Linked DNA regions of Macaca mulatta: region 2 is linked to region 1. Evidence: chromatin contacts called from public Hi-C data. All regions are on one chromosome and are shown on one strand. The core of a region is the stretch at or near the end of the contact, and the rest is flanking DNA. Distances in the headings are between cores, read along the strand shown.

Evidence for each region. A called contact is a pair of places that touch in the nucleus more often than the background predicts.
Region 2: a contact with region 1 is called in a Hi-C map of CD4 T cells, with 8 times the contacts expected there. The contact joins the promoter of EEPD1 here to the enhancer-like site in region 1. A contact is called at or near these places in 4 of 14 Hi-C or Micro-C datasets (CD4 T cells, blood, fetal cortex germinal zone and 1 more).

The regions. Positions count from the first base shown.
Region 1 is chr3:92,076,648-92,080,069 of T2T-MMU8v2.0, reverse strand. All of the region lies in intron 6 of EEPD1 (endonuclease/exonuclease/phosphatase family domain containing 1), which reads left to right. Among named protein-coding and RNA genes, the nearest start is that of ANLN, 97 kb to the right of the region's middle. Within about 2 kb of position 1,274, at least 11 of the 40 cell types and tissues checked have an H3K27ac peak or open chromatin away from gene starts, as enhancers often do. A contact at or near this core is called in CD4 T cells and blood, where this site is marked.
Region 2 is chr3:92,213,586-92,216,728 of T2T-MMU8v2.0, reverse strand. EEPD1 (endonuclease/exonuclease/phosphatase family domain containing 1) reads left to right here and starts at 1,337. Exons shown (of 8, transcript XM_015133721.3): 1 at 1,337-1,753; 2 at 2,208-3,143. The coding sequence starts at 2,400.

The sequences.
Region 1 (3,422 bases), core at 25-2,524:
GGTTCCTGTAGTTGTCACTGGCGTTTTATAAATCTAGAGACTCTCTGAGGAAGTCAGCCCACAGTGTTCTCCTCTCACTGCTGAGAATCAAGGGAGCGATAAAGGAGGCCCGCCCAGGTGGGTGGCTTTTTAGGAAGATAACTCAGGCTCCTGTGGATTCTCAGAGGCAAGAACTGCCTTGATGTCATCACTGACGCGGATCCAATTGGAATAACATGAGTTGTAAGAAATCCGATGTGCTCATTCAAAAAGGGAACTGTTGCATTCCTGAAGCTACACAGAGCTAGCTCTATTGACCCTTGACACCAGCATCACTCCTGATTTTGGAATTGTCCTTTTCAGCCCAGATCTTTGCAGGCCTGCATCCCAACGAAAACCTCCCTCATTATATGGGAACTTTGTTTTCTTCGATATTTAATGAATGTAGCATCTTTCTCTTTGTTCCTTTCCAAGTGTGGTTCCGCTTGTCTGTTGGTCACATATTTATTGAGTGCCTGCTGATGCACCTGGTGTTGCATTGGACAGCAGCCGCTTCTGTATGGCTCTTCCATCCTCGCCCTTTGTGATGAGCCCTGGATCTGAGGCCTGGCCCGGTGACTTTGGGCAAACCTTCCCACCTCTGGGAGCCTGTTTCGTACCTGCAGAGGGGAGATGGTGACAGCACCTGCCCCGTGGGTCGTGGCTGTTAAGTGCGGCGCTATCGAGGAAGTGGTTAGCACAGTGCTATGACTATGATTCAAGCTGGCACTGATTCCTCCACGGTGTGGGTGGCCCTGCAGGAGAGGCTTCCTTTCATCCCACCCACTGTCCTCACGCCTCCTGGAGGAGGGCGCCATCTGCAATGCACATGCGCCCTCTGGTGGTGGCCCGAGCGGCTTCCCTTCAGATTCCTTTCCCTCCAGCCGTTATTACGGAAGCATACCCATGGCCAGGAAAAAAAGATTTGCAAAGTGTCTTGGATACATTTACGACTTCATTTATGAACTGCTTTCCCTAAAGCCTCCTTCACAAAGTGTGGCAGAAATGCCACCTCCTGCTGTGGGACAACAAGGGTCAGGCAGAGCCCGGGGAGTCCTGCAGAGCCCAGCTGGGGGGTGAGTGTTCTTTCAGGATTTCTACTCGCTTTGCTTGGAAAATACTTCCTAACTATCCCACTTCCTCTAGGGCAAATCAGACTGTGGGAGAAATGTCTAAAATGCTTTAAGAGAAAACCTTTCCCCCTTGGCCCTGAAATCACTTTGTAGTTCTTATGCACAAATATTTAACTTCCGCTGGGTGTCTCTCCCTGACAAACGTGTGAAGCTGCATCAGGAAACTGATCAGGAAGGAGTGAGTGCCTACATGTGAGTGCCCCGTGCCAGGCGCTTCTGGTGGCTTCTTTAATCCTGACACCAGCCTGGGGGGAAATGGCTTGTTCTTTCCCTTTTATGAACTAAAAAGGCTTGCCCAAGGTCACGAAGCCGGGAAGTGACAAACCTCAAATTCTGCACTCAGAGTCATCCAGCTGTTTTCTCTTAGAACCGGGGCCGAGAACCACTGTTTTCCTTCTTTCTTTTTTCTTTTTCTTTTTCTTTTCTTTTCTTTACTTTACCTTTCTTTCTTTTTTTTTCTTTTTTTTCTTTTCTTTCCTTTCTCTCTCTCTCTCTCTCTCTCTCTCTTTCTTTCTCTCTTTCTCTTTCTTTCTCTCTTTCTCTTTCTTTCTCTCTTTCTCTTTCTTTCTTTTCTTTGACAGAGTCTCACTCCAGCCGAGGCTGGAGTGCAGTGCAACAATGTCGGCTCACTGCGACCTCTGTCTCCTGGATTCAAGCGATTCTCCTGCCTTAGACTCCCAAGTAAATGGGATTACAGGCGCCCACCCTATGCCTGGCTGATTTTTGTATCTTTAGTAGAAATGGAGTTTCACTATGTTAGTCAGGCTAGTCTCAAACTCCTGACCTCAGGTGATCCGCCCACCTCAGCCTCCCAAAGTGCTGGGATTACAGGTGTGAGCCACTGCGCCCGGCCTAAAGCCACTGGTTTCTGATATGCTCCTGTGTCAGGTTTTGTTTCATTTTCAGCCCCCCTGTGACCACTCTTCCTCCTAGCTAATTTGGATTAATAAGGTGAAATGAGGACTTGGAAGAATAGGACACAAAAGTGTCATTGTTTTCAGAGAATATAATTGTCAGTTTGTTACACCTGAAGTTAAAAAAAAAATTAGTCCCAGTAAGAGAATTAAGAAAACTGCCTAGTTACAAAATTAAAATAAAAAATTAGTCCTTTTGATATATATCAGTGATAACCTATGGAAATAAAAAAATTTAAAAATAAGCATTAGAGAAAATATAATGGGATAAAACAAAGATCCCATTCATAATAAAAATCAAAAATATAAAATACTTAGAAATGTGGTGGTAAAGTGAAGAAAATGGTAAGACTTTAGTGAAGAAGTTTTTGAATAAATACCTGAATCAATGGAGAAACATGGCAAAGTATTCTTGGGTGAGACGTGTTGACAGTTCGAGGTACCTGTCCTTACCGTGTTTCCGTGTAGTTGACTGCACCAGGTCTCAGCAGACCTCTTTAATATTCTAGGTGTGGTTCCCACACCTGGCTGGACATGGAATCCCAGAGAGCTTCAGGAAATGCTGAAGACCAGGCCACCGGAGACGCTAAATCAATCTCTGCAGGTGGAACTCCAATTTCTGAGAGTGGGACTCAAGCATTAATATTTTTTTGAACTCCCGATGCCCCAAGGGTTTTTTGTAGAGCTCGCCACCTCCTACTTCAGTCAGAGAAGCTCCACTTTTACCCACTCTACTTTTGGGGCTTCCTACAGGATCTCATTTGAGAAAAGGAACACCCCCACCCTATACATTTTAAAAAGAAATAATGTTTAGCCGGGCGCCATGGCTCATGCCTGTAACCCTAGCACTTTGGGAGGCCGGGGCGGGCGGATCACCTGAGGTGAGGAGTTCAAGACCAGCCTGGCCAACATGGTGAAACACCATCTCTACTAAAAATACAAAAATTAGCCAGGCACAGTGGCATGCATCTGTAATCCCAGCTACTTGGGAGGCTGAGGCAGGAGAATCGCTTGAACCTGGGAGGCGAAAGCTGTAGTGAGCCGAGATCGCGCCACTGCACTCCAGCCTGGGTGACAGAGTGAGACTCCATCTCAAAAAAAAAAAAAGAAAAAAAAAGTTTCAAAACTGCTTATTTGAAGCAGATCCATCTTTAGGATGTACTGATAAGGAAAAAAAAGTAGGAATTGGTAGGTAAAGTTGCTGCCATTTGAATGAAAATAACTATGTAAGTGTACACGTCTGCTCCTCTGTGTAGAGTGTCTAGAAGGGGACACAAGGAACAGAGAACAGCCTTCTCCTGCCAACCAAAGACAAGAATGTTAAAGTTCACATGAGTTTAGTTTAAAAGAAAATTTG
Region 2 (3,143 bases), core at 88-2,587, 140 kb before region 1:
AGCAGGGGAATGTGCCTCAGAACAGTAGTAGCATTTTCCAAACCTGGGCTGCTGCTCATTTTACATCCGAAATACCTTCCGCCCGTGAGAGGTACTATTTTTGCTGACCCAGTCTTTGGAATTGAAACCAGATGCACTGGTCACATTGGTTGGGAATGAAACTTCAGAGAACACTAAACGGCCAGGGTCAAAGTATTCAACGATATCACTGCATGATTTGCTTAATCGAAAAGTCTAGCTCTGGGTATCCACTATAATGCAGCTGGCTCTTTAATCTTTAACCAAATTGTCATTTAGGAGTGTGATCCAAAAACTCTTCTGGGAAGAGTTTGGGAAGCAGCCCCCATTTCCCTCCTTCGTAATGATTAGACTTAATAATTACAGAAACTTATCCTTGTTTACTCACAGCGCTAAATGTGCAAAGGAGCAAACCTGTATTTGACCTATGCGAACACACAGGAGGGTGGTGCGTGCCCTCTGCTAGGAGCACAATGAGTCGCTGGCGTTATTAGAGGACGTCTCTCTGAGCGGAGCAAAGGTAATATACTGGTGGAAGAAAAGAAAAGGCCGAAAGTGGGGACAGAAATTAGGACGATCCCATTCAGTCTCCTCTGGAACGTTCTGCAAAACTCCGTGAGACGCTGGACCTACAGGGATGCCCTCTCAGGGATTGCCCCAGCCTTCATCCCCACACCTCAAAGACGAAAAGCAGCTGGGCAGATCTCGCCTCGGACAATCCTAAACAGCCTCTACCAGGCATAACCAGACCTAGGCCTCGGGCGGCAACCATGGTCCGGGGGCAGCTGACTTAGGACAGCCTCCCGGTGACCTGCCCTCGCCGGCACGGCAACGGCTCCGCCCCTTAAGCCCCTAAGTCCCGCCTCTGCGCTCCCGGGGCCTACCCCTGTGCTCACGGTCCCGCCCCCGCGTTTCCCCATCCCCTCGCGCCCGGGCCGCGCTCCCACACTCTATGACCCCACCTCTCGCACTCCAGGCCCGCCCCACGCGCTCCCGGGTTCAGCTCACCACCCATTTGTGCCAGGCCACGCCCCCACAACCATGGCTCCGCCTCTCGCACGCCAGTGCCGCCCTACGCGCTCTCAGGTTCGCTCTCCACCCTCTTGCGCCTTGGTTCCGCCCCCTCCTCCATGGCCCCGCCTCTAGCACTCCAGGCCCGCCCTTGCGCTCTCGGGTTCCTCTCTCCACCCACTGGTGCCAGGCCCCGCCCCTCATCCGGGCCCCGCCCCCGCGTGCCCTCGGGAGTCCCTGGGAGGAGTTGCCGCGCGGAGGAGGCGTGGCCGTGGTTCCTGCGGAGGCGCGAGCGGCGCGGCCAGGACTTTGGCTTTGACACCGACTGCGAGCGGGAGCCGTGCGGCTGGTGCTGCGTCTGGACTGGCTCTGGCGGATCCCGCGCCCGAGTTGGGCGCAGGACTTTTTGCCGGGATAAACGCAACTGCGGCGCCGCCGCAAGTCCTGGTGCAGCTTCGGCGGCGGATTTCGCCGCCGCTGCCGCCGCCTCCGAGCAGCCCTGCGGCTTCTATTCACTCTGGGAGACCGATGCTGAGTTTCTCCCATAGAAAGAGCCGGGACACGCAGACCGAGGCGGCGTAGGCGGCTTCCAGGGCCTGGTCAGTGACCCACACCCGCGCTGGCGCCTAGGCTGGAGGCAGGGAGCCCGCGCTGTCCCGGGCTGGGCTCAGGCTTCCGAGCCGCAGGTGGAAGAGGAACCGGCGCCCCGCGGAGCAGCCGAGAGGTGGGGCGCGGGGACCCGCGGCAGGTCGGGTGGGGGGGTCGATAAGCCCCTTCTCAGTGCCGGCACCGGGGAGCACGGACCTCCCAGGTTGCAGGTAGCGCTGTGTCAGATGCGGAGCGTGGGGGAGGTGGGGTGCCCCCCGCGTCTGTGTGAGCCCGAGTGTGGGTGACCCAAGTGTCGGAGTTGAAAGAGGCCTGGAGAAGAGGTGTGAAGCTGATGGGGTTAGGTCTTTTCCCAAGAGAAACGGCTCATAGCCTTTTTGGGCTCAGTGTGATAAAACCCGGACGTCCCCAGAGGAGAATCCACATGGGCCCAGCCTCACCGTGCCTGCGTTTTTTAAGGGTTCACGGGCAGCCACCAGTCCCTGACTCCTGGTTACTAACTCCAGCACTAGGTAGGGGGTGCTAATGCAAATTGCCTAATTCAATGGGTTTCTATGTTTATTATTTTCTAGGCGGCCAAGTGAAAGGTAATTTTGGACACGCCAGGCATGGAAGATTCGGTGTTTGTCTGTAGTAACCTCTTCAGTCCCTGAATCCTGCACCTTCTGTTTTTCTGTGCTTGTACGGCCTACTGGGCTTCCTCCCTAGCCAGAGAGCTCTTCTGCAGTGGTGAGGCCTTCCCGGGCACTTGATCCTGGCGGATCATGGGGAGCACCCTGGGCTGCCACCGCTCCATCCCCAGGGACCCCTCGGACTTGTCCCATAACCGCAAGTTCAGCGCAGCCTGTAACTTCAGCAACATCCTGGTGAATCAGGAAAGGCTCAACATCAACACTGCCACGGAGGAGGAGCTGATGACCCTGCCTGGGGTGACACGTGCTGTGGCACGCAGCATTGTGGAGTACCGAGAGTATATCGGTGGCTTCAAGAAGGTGGAGGACCTGGCATTGGTCAGTGGTGTAGGCGCCACCAAGCTGGAGCAGGTCAAGTTTGAGATCTGTGTGAGCAGCAAGGGCAGCTCCACGCAGCACTCTCCCAGTTCCCTGCGGCGGGACCTGCTAGCGGAGCAGCAGCCTCACCACCTGGCCACAGCTGTGCCCCTCACCCCACGTGTTAACATCAACACAGCCACCCCGGCCCAGCTCATGAGCGTGCGAGGCCTCTCGGAGAAAATGGCCCTCAGCATCGTGGACTTCCGCCGTGAGCATGGGCCCTTTCGCAGCGTTGAGGACCTAGTGAGGATGGATGGTATCAATGCCGCCTTCCTGGACAGGATACGGCACCAGGTGTTTGCTGAGAGGTCCAGGCCCCCATCCACCCACACGAACGGGGGACTGACCTTCATCGCCAAGCCTCACCCGAGCCCCACCTCCCTGAGCCTGCAGAGTGAGGACCTGGACCTGCCGCCAGGGGGGCCCACCCAGATTATCTCCACTCGGCCCTCCGTG